Regions from separate parts of the Mus musculus genome. Here region 2 is linked to region 1. A link is a contact called in public promoter capture Hi-C data. All regions are on one chromosome and are shown on one strand. The core of a region is the stretch at or near the end of the contact, and the rest is flanking DNA. Distances in the headings are between cores, read along the strand shown.

What was found. Promoter capture Hi-C pulls out the DNA fragments that hold promoters and counts their contacts.
Region 2: a promoter capture Hi-C map of hippocampal neurons shows a contact between it and region 1, with 3 times the contacts expected there. The contact joins the promoter of Syt9 here to the promoter of Cavin3 in region 1. A contact is called at or near these places in 2 of 39 promoter capture datasets (hippocampal neurons and liver).

What each region holds. Positions count from the first base shown.
Region 1 is chr7:105,479,840-105,485,803 of GRCm38.p6, forward strand. It overlaps Cavin3 (caveolae associated 3), which reads right to left and starts at 2,358. Exons shown (of 2, transcript NM_028444.1): 1 at 1,937-2,358; 2 at 777-1,380. The coding sequence starts at 2,320. The coding sequence ends at 982. Gm36847 (a long non-coding RNA gene) reads left to right here and starts at 2,960. Exons shown (of 3, transcript XR_378395.4): 1 at 2,960-3,031.
Region 2 is chr7:107,367,449-107,374,095 of GRCm38.p6, forward strand. It overlaps Syt9 (synaptotagmin IX), which reads left to right and starts at 3,342. Exons shown (of 7, transcript NM_021889.4): 1 at 3,342-3,699. The coding sequence starts at 3,555.

The sequences.
Region 1 (5,964 bases), core at 1,108-3,607:
TGGCAGCAGGCATAGCATCCATCTGTCTGCTTTCTCCAACTAAGTCTAACCTCCTTCTTTTCTCTGTCTCCCAATAAGACTGACATACTATGGATAAATCAAGGGCATACTCCATTGATTAGATCACAAGCCATTCTAACACACACACACACACATACACACACACAGAAAGCTAGCAAGCTCCCAACAATGAGCCTTCAGGGAACCTTTCAGATTCAAACCCTAACAAGATCTAAAAAACATGGAGGTCCTATTTTTTTTTTATTTTATGCATTGACATGAAGACACAGTCAGTTCGTCACACTCATTGTGAGAGATGCTCGATTCTAGGAGGCCTGGATTCTCTCAACCTATCAGATTACTCATTTGGTTTTGAAAACAATGAGTGCTTTGTGTGCTTTGTTTTGTTTTGTTGGCAGAAGGAAAGTAGACCAAGGGCTGTTTTTGGATTGCTTTCTAAATGCACCCCAACCCAATGGTGTGAGCTGTCTGTGAGTGTCAGACACCAGAAGTAGGAAGAGTGCATTAGCTGACATTAACTAGGGCGTTTTCTTCAAAGAACTGCATACTGCCCCGCCCCAGGCCGGGCCCCAAAGTTGTACTTATGTGTCCCCAAGAGGAATGTATTTAAGCAGTAAGTGGCCAATATTTCTCCGTGCCAATGGAGGACCCAGGATTCGGTGAAAAGTGAGAACGTTTGTCATTCAGCCCATTCCTTCCCCAAGCCATGCGCATTGTCGCTCGCCCTTTCTCATTGAGTCTGGGTTAGAGAAAATTGCTTTTATTGGTGGTGAACCTAAATTAGGCTGAAAGCTCCTCTGTCAGAGGACACAGGGTTCAGACTGGAAAGCCAGGAAGGAAGCTTTGGAGCTGGGCAGTGGATGCAGGATTCTCTCCTTATTTGGATGTAAGTGCTGCACTCTATAAGTACTTATTTTGGGACAAGGCTTAAGCACCGAATGGGACAGGCAGCCCCAGGGATCAGGCTGCGCTCTCTATTTGAAGCACGGGTTTCTCAGGATCTTCCTTGGTAGGTTGAGGAGGTTCTGGCTCCAGGGCAGTCTCGAGCTCGGACTCCATTTCAGGCTGAGCTGCAGGCTGGCCTTCTGATGGGCCTTCAGAGCTCCGGACAGGCCCTACGCGTGGCGGCTTGACTGGTGTGGGCTGTGCTGCTTTACGACTGGAAAGAGCCCTTTTCAGGCTTTGAACTTTCTGTAAACCAGTGCGGCGCAGCCGCTGAGCCCTGGACTCCACTGGCTCCTCTTCAGAACTCTCTCCAACTTCATCCTCTGGCTGATCTGGGCCCAGCACCAACTGGTCCTCCGGACCCAAGAGCTCTGGGACTTTCTGGAAGGCGCGGGCTGGAATTTCAGTCTCCTCCTAAATGTGATGACACAGCTTTTGATTCTCTGATTTGACCCTGGCACTTAGCCAGGACCAGCCTGAAACTCTCTTGCCCGCCCGCCAAGGGAAGCTACTCCACCCTTTGCATCTGCACTAGGAATTGGGGCCAAAATAGAGGAATGGGAAGATGGGGGATGGGGAGGATGGAGGAGCAGAGAGATGAGCAAAGAGGGGGAAAGTGGACCTTGCAAGTTTGCAAAGTGGATGAAACCGTGTAGAGTGTAACAGCTGTATAGGCGCTTGGAGGAGGCAGAGTAACACCTAACAGTTAGTTCCATGTGGGTGCGACTGACCAAATCCGCAGACTGGCCTGAGTTAGGGAGGGCGTGGGTTGGCCAGGCTGGGAGTGAGAAAGGGATAAGGTCGCTGTTGTGAGAAAGTGGGTGCGGCTCTGAGAGTCTTCCACAAGTGAGGGCAGCACGCTGGGTCAGGAATGTGGAGATGCGGACGGGTGGGTGGCAGGAGTCCTTCCCTCGGTGGTAACCTAGAGGCGAGGGTTGGGGGCGGGAGAGGGATGCCTGAGGTCACTGACCTTGAAGAGCAGGACGTGCAGCTTCCCGCGCGCCACCAGCAGCCCGTGGTTGGCCTCCAACCGCTGCACCTGAGCAGCGCGACGCACGGCCCGCTCCTGGGCTGCGTCGGCGTGCGAGCCCACGCGCTCCGCCTTGGCCAGCAGCTGCGTCAGTGTGTTGCTGGTGGTGTCGTGGCTGCGACTCAGCGCACCCAGGCCACTCTGTATGCGACGCACGGAGCCCGCCAGGCCGCCCTGCCTCTCAGCCAGGCCGCCTTGCCGCTCCCGCAGAGCCTCCAGCATGGTGGCCAATTTCTCCAGCAAGGTCACCACGGTGACTGCGTGCACCGGACCCCCTGCGGGCGTCTCAGGCACAGGTCCGGGCTCCAGTGCGCTCTCCCCCATGATCTCTGACCACCGGGCCTGCTCTCCCTGAGACCGATGGCTGCGATCTGGGCTGGGGCTGCCTTTCCCCGCCTCCTCCCCTAGTTCAGGCCGTGACTCAGCCGGGCGGGAGTTGGCATCTTCCGCGGTGGGAAAAGGAGGAGGCCGAGCAAGGGGGCGGAATGTCCAAAGGGGGCTCTTTCGAAGGCTCCGCCCCGGGATCTGCGAGTAAGACAGTCCTGCCCAGAGGCACCTCTTTTCTGAGTTTGTGCTCCTTTTCCCCCATTTTCCTGGTGGGCTTCTTTCAGGCCTGTGTTCTTCACAGCAAAAGGCAAACCACTGAAAATTTCATTTATCTATCTAGTGATCAGAGAAGGGGGTGGGGGTGGAAGGCAGGGGTGTTAAAGGCATAGCCTAAGCCGTCAAAGCTGCTGAGCCCCAACGCTGGGCGGAGGCCTGTAAAGTTTGGAATGTTCTGCCTCAGACCCAAGACTGCCTAGGCCCAAGGCAGGGCTTTGTGTCTAGGCGGGCTGGGCGGGGCATCCTCTGATATTTTCCAGGTTTAGCCTCTGGCTTCGTTTATTGCTATTTCTTCCTACTGGACTGCGTTGTTCTTCTTTGGATTCCTGGAGGATAGCTCAGCCATGAGTTAGAATAAGTACTGGTTTGTCCGTTTTAATGGAGATTGGCTGTGGTTCCTGCGTAATGCCTTCAATCCCGTCTCCGAAATTGGTGAGTGTGAGGATTTGAAATGCTGCAGTAGCTAGATATGGTGATACATATTGAGGTAGGAAAATCACCAATTGGAGACCATGATGAACTACATAGTGAGTGTTAGAGTGGAAAATCACTACATAAAGGTTGATTCCTGAGTTCTGGTTGTGAAAACTTTGTTTTTATGTTAGAGTTTGATTTGCTCATCTTGGACCCGATATTAGCAGAGCCATCTGAGCCTGACAAAAGAACACAAAGAGTTTGAGCGGGGTTTCATGTCATTCAGGGAGGCCCTGAACTCACTGTTCAGCCAAGGATGGTCTTGAATGTCTGTTCTTGCTTCTGCCACCCAACGGCTGAGATAACAGTTGTGTGCCACCAAACCTACTTTATGCTGGTGCTGGAAATCGAACTCAGGCTCCTATGCACACTGGTCAACATCTTCAACGGAGCTACATCTTTGACCCTGTTTCTGTGTTTTTGAGATAGGGACTCATTGTGTAACCCAGGCCTCAAACTCAAAATCTTCCTGTCTCAGACACCTGAGTGTTGAAGTTATAGGTGTTCATTGACTGCCCCATTAGTTGGCTGAAAAGGCACAGCGTTAAGGATCAAACCCAAACCCTCAAACACGCTAGACAAGTATTCTGCCACTAAGCCATACCCCAGCCCAACAACTTGGAAATCTTTTAGATGTTTTTATTTATTTATGTATATGTGTGTGTGCATGAATGTGTGCACATGCATGTGCAAAGACCTATGGATATCAGAAGGTGTCAGATGCCCTCAAACTGTGGTTATTGGCCACTCTGAGGTATCCAATGTGGGTGCTAAAAATAGGATTCCTGTCCTATGTAAGAGCCTCAAGTACTCTTATTGGCTGAGCTATCTCTCCAGCTTAGACACACAATTGTCTTGGGTCGTCCAAAAGACTACATACATAAATAAGGTTGAGAAAAGCTTTAGTGACCAATTCTACCCAACCATACATCACTGTCTGGTCCGTTCTAGCTCTAGATGTTCAAAATGTGATGCCTATCACCAGTTCGTGGCTGGCGCTCTTAAAACCACAGTCAGGTTTAAATGAGCTTGGTTATACACCTGTAAATCTGGAACTAAGAATGGCACATCTGAAAGATTAAGACTCTCCCTGGCTGCACAGGGAGATGGAAATGGCATAGCAAGTCTAAGTAATAGAGGTTTTACATGGCACAGACATTCCAAAGGGAAGACACAAAGGAAAACTGTTGTATGCTTAAGTTAATGAAGACTGGAGAGCTACACAGAAATGGGGTTAGACAAAGGGGTGTGGTCTGACTATAGTAGATGAGAGGGGACCCAGCACGGCCTGTCTGCCCAAGTTCTTTGTCAGCCATTCTCCTAGGTAAGGAGCAGAGTTCCCCTACAATGAAGATAATTGAAGAAAAAGAGTGATCTTTCTAATTTCTTATGGTTTTTTTTTTAGCATTTTTACAAATATTTGGTGTATGGGTGTGGGTGTGTGCATATGAGTGCAGGTGCCCACAGAGCCAACAGCATTAGCTACTATTGGAGGTGAAGTTACAGGTGGTTGTGAGCAACCCAGTATGGGTCCTGGCATAGAACCTGGGTCCCCTGGAAGAACAACAAACACTCTTAACTACTGAGTCATCTTCCCAACCCCTAATTTCTGTGATTTACTTTTAAAAAGAATTGAGGTAGAAGCAGGCGGGTCTTTGTAACGGGAGGTTCTGATTCTAATCTCTAGTTTCCTAATTGGTTCTTCATTTGTCAATAAAGAAGGCCAGGGCCCAATTGCTGGGCAGAAGGTACAAGTGGGACTTCCAGGTCCCAGGAGGAAAAGGCAGACACAAGGAAGGAGAGGGGCTTTTTTAGCTATGCTTTGAAGGTAAGAGGACTCTGCAATCATGAAGGCCTCTGGGAGAGCTAGGGCCGGTGGCCTTCTCTACAGGCAGATGGCCAAGGAGGTTAGTGGGGTACAAGCAACTAAGTTCAGGGTAGGAGAAGAAATGGAGATATAAGTTGGAAAGGACATGCCTTTCCAGGCAGGAGAAATCTGCACCCAGCAATTGTGCCTAGCTAGCAAGTTCTAAAATAATAAAACGCAAAGGTTAGGTAGGAAAGAAAAGTCTGGTCAGGGCTGGTGGTACTGATTGGATGGAAAAAAAGGGGAGCCAGGAGGGGCCAGAGCCCGGGCAGCAGCTCCCAGGCAAAGGCAGTAGCCGTAGCGTGCTTTTAAAATTACAAGCAACAGGTCTCTGTGAGTTCAAGGTCTGGTCTACATAGTGAATTCCAGGACAGCCAGGGCTACAGGGAAACCCTGTCTCAAAAAAAGGAGGGGGGAGGGGGAGAGATCGAATTGTGGCTTCTCTGAATTGCTCTGGGAAACAGCTGGCAGGAGACCAAAGGCCATGAGAAGATCAGCGAGGACACCCATTCTCCTTCAGGTCAAATGCATTGAAATACAGTGCTTTGTGGCATCATTTTCTGAGTCCCAACATGACCCTTTGACCATATAAATAAGAAAAACAAATTGAGGTATCTGTACATTTCTCCTTCTCTCACCATGGTGATTTATAGGCATAGGCAAGCAGCCAGGGATGTTCCAAAAAAAAAAAAAATACTCTGTATTTTCAACTAAGACAAATGCTTTCTGCAACTAAGAGTCATACTCCCAGCCGGGCATGGTGGCGCACGCCTTTAATGCCAGCACTTGGGAGGCAGAGGCAGGCGGATTTCTGAGTTTGAGGCTAGCCTGGTCTACAAAGTAAGTTCCAGGATAGCCAGGGCTATACAGAGAAACCCTGTCTCAAAAAACCAAAAAAAAAAAAGAGTCATACTCCCTTTGAGTAGAGACTCAAGCTTGCTGCTAGACTAGTGTTTCACTAGTAGGCTCTGGGGTGTTCATAAACTGAAATTCTTTGTCTCACACACCAATACATGCTTAACGT
Region 2 (6,647 bases), core at 2,092-4,591, 1.9 Mb after region 1:
ACACACACACACACACACACACACACACACACTCCTAAATATAACGTGCTCTCCCCAGGTGAGGGTTACCTCTCCTGCTCCTAGCCTCACTCAGTTGCCTGTTGTTCTTTGTGTAGGGGTGAGGCCTAGTGGGCATTTCCCCATCCAGTTTGGCCTATCTATTGGTGTTATTCTTGTTCAACTTTGAGAGGTCATATTGATGAGATTTTATGACCATAGCTTCTAATGTTGCTAGGAGACGTAATCACACAGCAAACTCCCTGATTCTCTGGCTCTTACAATATTTCCACACTTCTTCTGTAATGTTCCCTGAGGTTAGGTGCAGGAATGTTTTGTAGGTGTGTCAGTTGGGCTTGGACTCCACAACTCTATATTGTGCTTGCTTGTGGTTGTCTGGATTTGTTTCTGTCTGTTGCGAACAGAAGTTTCCTTGGTGAGGGGTGAAGACTATACTTATCTGTGGGTATAAGGATAAATGTTTAGAGATTGTTTTCAGGGATCATGTTGGTTTAGTACCTTAGTAACTGTGGAGTCTCCTCTACTAAGCATGACTTCCCTAGCACTGAGTAGTTAGCTAGGTTTCTAGTACTAGGCATGGCACAGTACTCCTGCTGAGTGGGTGTTAAGTTCAAGTAGAGAGCAGTTTGTTTCAACTTGATTAAAGGTGAACAACTTGAATGAAAACCTGTCAAAAAATTCTGAGACTCATTAAAACAAGTTCAATGCAAAAACATTTTTTTTGTTTCCTGATAGCAGCCCAAGCTGGCCTCAAACTTCTGATCCTCTGGCTTTTACTTCCTATGGGCAGTGATTACAGGCATGCAGCAGGATGCTTAGCTCTAAGGACATACCTGAGATTCCCCTCTACCTTTAAACTCTAAACCTGACGGTTGTCAATCACTTCTATCAAAGTCCTCCTTGGACTTCTGTACATTGCCTTCTAATTCTTCTAATTGCTACTTTTCATCCTCTTGTTGAGTTATCTTTAAAGGCTGGAGTTATCTCCTAGCCACCTCTCCTGGGAGTAACCTTCCATGTGGCAACTCACTTTCTCTTTCCCATTAATGACCACAGACCCCTGTCATGCAGCTCTAGGCTAACATCTATGTGCCACTAGAGACCCACATATGTCCCAGGTATGCTTTTGAATCTGGGGAGATTTCAGAGGGTTTTTTATGTTGTGGTTTGTTTTTCTGTTTTATTTTAGGGTGCAAATTGTTTTTCATGTTTTATATTTTGAGTCTTACTGTGTATCTCTGGCTAGCTTGAAACTTGCTATGAAGACCTGGCTGGCTTTGAACTTGAATGAATTCTTCTGCCTCTACTTTTCTGAGGACTGAGATTACAAGTTTGGGCTACCAAACCCAGCACCCCTCTTCACATGTTGCTACTTTTCTTTCTTTCAGATTCTATCCATTACAGTCTTCCTAATATTTAAAATGCCTTTCAAATTTGACTGTTTCCCAAGTCAGCATTTGCTTCTGTCTGGTCTAGGCTATCACCAGATTTTAATCTCTTCCAGTTATTACTAACGGAATTCACAGCTTTCAGCTTTCTGACATCATCTCATAAGAGTTACACTGCTATTGGTTTGAACAAGCACTTCCCCTCTTCATACACCATCCTTCTCTGCGTCATGGCCATTGGTGGTCCCCCCTCCACCCTCCCCCCCTTTGGAAGAGCACCTGCTCAGTCTCCTGGACTGGCTCGTTCTCAGCTGGTTCCCTCCTTCACAGTGTGCTGTGTTTGTCTTAGGTGTTTTTGTTTGTTTGTTTGAGGCATGTGTTGCCCAGACTACTTCAGAATGTAGCCAAGGATGACCTTGAACCTCAGAGCACTCGGATTGCAGGCTTATGCCACTATACTGGGTTTGTTTGTTTCTAGATGAAATCCAGAGCCTTGAGTATGGTAGATAAGCAACTCTTCCAATTAATCTGCACCCCAGCCCTGGGCCTTAGTTTTAAAGGAAAAAGTTTAGGAAGTGGGGAAAAAAAAAAAAAACCAAACAAACTAAAAATAGAAACCCAAAATAGACTCTACGTGCCTTTCCACAGCTATCTGGATTTACCTTTATAACTACAGCTGCCCATTCTCTATTACTCTAATATAAACTCCACCAAACCCAGCACTGCTCACCACACAACTTCAAGTTTTGTCTGTTGAGCAAATATTCCTTATTTGCAATATGATTCTTAGACAGCACATCCTTATGGGTAAGAGTCCTAGCTAATTGTTCTAGAATGAAGTTTGACATTAGGATTACATAAATATGTAAGAGAATCAGGGAGAAAGAAAAAGAGGAGCGGGTGGATGAGAGGCAGGGAGAGAGAGGGTGGGGGAGAAGTCTCTTATGAACTTAGGCAAGTACCACCTCTCTTGAGTCTGTTGTTTTAGTGGCAGCGTGGAGATCACACACACACACACACACACACACACACACACACACACACACACACGTTTAAGGCTCTCTATCTAGAGAATTAAATGAAACTATACAAAAGGCTGTGGCACAGTGCCTTGGGCACACAAACAAGCTAAATAATTTGTGGTTATTTCTGGGCTGAGTGCCTAAAAAAATGAAGAGATGGGTAGATGAGAGGTGACTGAGGTCTTTCCAAACATCCACAAATTCTGGATCCTCTGTCTCCTGTGCCAGGGAAATGCTGGCAACCTTCGCATTTCCAATCAGCTTCTTAGAAAACCAATCAGGACCTGCAAAGCTCCAGGTGAGCCTCAGCGTCTTTCCGGAGGGCCATACATCTGTCCTCATTTCTTATCTGAGCCTCCACCTTCTCCAAATCACCATCACGCTGTGCATCCATTCTTTGTTGGAAAATCTTGGCTCTAAACCCCGCATTTGGGCGCGTGACACCCCTGGGCCCGCGGTTTCTGCTCAGACCGCGCTTTCCAAGTTTAAAGAAGGTACTGAGATCTCGGCAGGTGTAGTCTACCCTCCAGCCTTCGCTCCATACAACCGAGAACGTGCTTTGGACCCACGCGTGGCTCCAGAGCCCTGAGGGATGCTAGGTTTGCATCTGGGCGGAGAAATGGGGTGCCAAGAGCGTCTAGCACGCGCACCAGCTCGTACTTCCTGATCCTGGGCGCGGCCGCTCACAGCGCAGGGTCCGGAGCGGAATCAGGCGCTTCTCCTGCAGTGGGCGAGCGCCCCCGTCCCGGGTCCCTACCTGGCGCGCCTGCTCTGCGGCGGCCGCGGCAAACCCCCGCCCGCGGCGCGCACCCCTGACCCGGCCCCGCCCCCGGCGGCCGCGAGTAGCGGGCGGAGCGCGGAGAGGCGCGCTGGGCTGTGCGGCGCCGCCTCCCCTCCGCGCCGAGGGAGGGACGAGGGGCCGCGCGGGAGACGGAGAAAGCCCGAGCGAGCGGCTCTCCGAGAGCTGCATGCAACCGGTGGGAGGCCGACCCGGCTGGCGCTGCGGCTCGGGTGGGGAGCGCGGACCGGCCGGTGGCGGCGGCGGCGGCGGCAGCTCTGAGCTGGCAGGCGGAGGGCTTTCTCCCGCGCCCGCCTGCCCGGCGCGGTCCGAGGATGCGGGGGGGCGATGCCCGGGGCCAGGGACGCGCTCTGTCACCAGGCGCTGCAGCTGCTGGCCGAGCTCTGTGCCCGAGGGGCCCTGGAGCACGACAGCTGCCAAGATTTCATCTACCACCTGCGGGACCGTGCCAGACCCCGGCTCCGCGACCCAGGTAAGCGCGGCCGCCGCCGCTGGCGGGCGCGACTCGAGGGCCCTGAAATGGGGACTTGGGGACCTAGCCAGGGCCTGAGGCAGGAGAGCGACGCAGACTGGAGGAGGGCAATGGGTGACCATTGAGCCCAAGTAGGTCTCCACAACCAGCGCACCACGGCCTGATGCTGGAACCCGGCGAACTCGGGCGGAGGCTGCCGCGCGGAGGCCGAGCCAGGGTGGGCTGGGGCAGGCTTGGAGGAACCACGCCCGCCACCTGCGCTGGGCTCCTGGGGGCGGCTCCTGAGCTCGGGGCTGCGCCCGCCACTTCACTCGCGAGCGCCCGGGAGCCAGGCGAGGCCACGGAGGCCTCGGAGCTGGGAGTGGGATCTGAGAGCCAAGGAAACTCTGTGAAGTTGGGAGTTTGGCACAGCCGGGCTGATTTCCACCCGAAGCTGCTCAACCTGAGTGCCCAGTTTCCCCCCAGGCTCTACTGTGGAAAGGACCAGACAAGATCTTGTCTGGGGCCGGGCCCCAGAGTCACACGACTAGAGCGGCTGGGCCTGAACCCTCTCCTTTCATGTCTCAAGGTGCTTAGGCAATGAGGCCTTGGCTCCCAGTTTGTCTCGCAGTGATAGCTTGGCACACTAGAGTGGTGGGCTTGCTGCAGCTGGCAGTTGTCCTAGTGAAAGTTGTGAGGCTCCTAACTTTGTAAAGTTCGCTTACTTTGGCATCTGACCAATTAAGGTCAGAGGAAGGTGTTTTATTTGAGCAGTTTGCAAGTCCTACTGTTTTCTTACTCATCATTGGGCACTGGAAAGATGCATTCATTCCTTTTGGATATTTCCTGAGCATCTTCTAGGCTGGAGGACTCATAATCTCGAATATTTTTCCAGTCTAAGTGTTTTAAATGTTAAAAGGCAAATCATGGTTAGACTGTTAAAAGAGGGATGAAAGAATGGCCTTTGCCTTGATGTTCCTGTGTGCAGACATTGGCAATAAGCAATTGCTGTGCAAACAAGTAAATGTGAGCATTTCTCATTTCAAGCCAGTTCATTCTATAAAAATACATTTACAAAGGATAAAGAGTGACTTGACTTTTAACTAGGAACGAGCCCATTTAAACAACCTACCTTTAATAGGACAATGCTCAGTGTGTGTGGCAAAGGCAGGTGTTAAAAGTTTGTCACATTTTTCTGTACTCAGAGGATCTATTTTTTTTTCATGCTCATGGTTACATTAATAAATTTCTCAAATGATCTCCAATCTTTTACTCCAAAGGGGAGAATTAAGTGGAGAACTACAGATTGCAGTGATTTCCCTGGAGGCTTGGTTGTCCAGCTTCTGAGTGGCTCTTTGATGGATGAGCGTGTGCCCCACAGACCACAGATATGAATGGAAGTGCCTCACCTCCCCCCAGGAATCCCAGAAAGATGCTCTGAGTGTGGGGTGTTCTGTGCTTACATAGCAGGACCAAGCTCATTATTAACACACTTTTCCCAAAGCTCATGTTAGTACTGACACCTCTCTTTGTGTTCCTGCCCCTGTGAAGCAGATTTTCCTTGTTATCTCAGACAAGTTGTCATCTTTGGCTTTACAAGAGAAGGGGGATGCAGCCTGTCTCTGAATTGGGCTTTAATAAGCCACATCTTTCTGGTCAGTTCTCTCTCTCTTCCATTTAATGAAGTGACTGCTTCCCATGTGCCTAGACTCTCCCAGTTTCCACACTGGGTGGGCCTGAAGGAAGAGTCCCAAGCATACTCCTTACAAGAGGAACTCTGGTTCCTGAACTGGGAAATTGCTTTCAATGACTGTCTTGCTGTTCCCTGACTTCCTGAAAGCTGTGTTCTGCTTAAACTAGGGCACATGGCTTTGAGGTAGCTCCTGCCCCTCTGGCTCTTTTCATTGTGTCAGGAAGTAGCCTGAGCTTGAGACAGGAGAAGGGCCCTGAAATTAAGAAAGTGGGAGGAATTTATAGCCAAAGATGCATTTAACACACCACCCTCTCTTTCAGGGCACATCTGCTCAGTCCAGACCTCCCCATCCCTCTCCCTTCCTCACCTTGCTCACAGTAATTCTTACATACATCTCGTGAGTGCATGTCCTTTCCTCTGAAGCTGTTCGTGCAAACCAAGAGTGCCCTTAATCTCTGAGCCCTAAAGATGAGTGGCTGAAGAGGCTGCACTGCGCATGCTAGGTGAACGGCTGTTGGGTAGTTTGACCCAGAACAGCTATGGACAGCTGCCCTGATGGGTCCCCAGAGAGTCCTCTCTGTAAATGGGTGACTTCCTTTTCTGTGAAAGAACCCACGAATGCCACGTTGCAGCCTTGTCTGCCTGATGCTTATCCATGGCTCCCCCATGGTGGCTGTTTTCTCAAGCGCCATTAAAGATTTGAGTTATAAAGGGAGAAAACAAGCAATTCCCAGCAGAGTGGCACTGCATCTGGGATGATTTCCCCCCTTTTCAGAGATGGGGTAAGACAGGCTCACAAGCCAGCGGACTTGAGGCACCAGGAAGAGCATGTGGAAGGCTCGGAGGCAGAAGCATTGTTGCTGTCACTTAAGAAACACTCACTTCAGGTGCGGCTGGAGGTGGAGTGTGGTAAGAAATCTGGTCAAGGGTTAGATAGGGCAGATCTTGTAGGGCTTGTAAACTATTAGAAGGACTTTGCTTTTTACTCTGAATTAGATTCGACCATTAGACGTTTTGGAGAAGTCTCAGCCAGACTGCTGTGTGAGAAGATACTGTATATAGAAAAGCAAGAGTGAAGTTAGTGGTTTGTTCCAGAAACCAGGAAGGGGTGCAAAGTTCAGCATGGCCCTAATGGAGGAGCTGAGCTGTAATGATTAGGGACCACCTTGAATGTTCCACCGCTAATATTTGTTGACAGGAGGCATCAGGGGGACGAAAAGAGCTGAGGATGGTTCTTGGCCTTCCGACCTGAGCAACTCCGTTTGCTGAGCAGCAG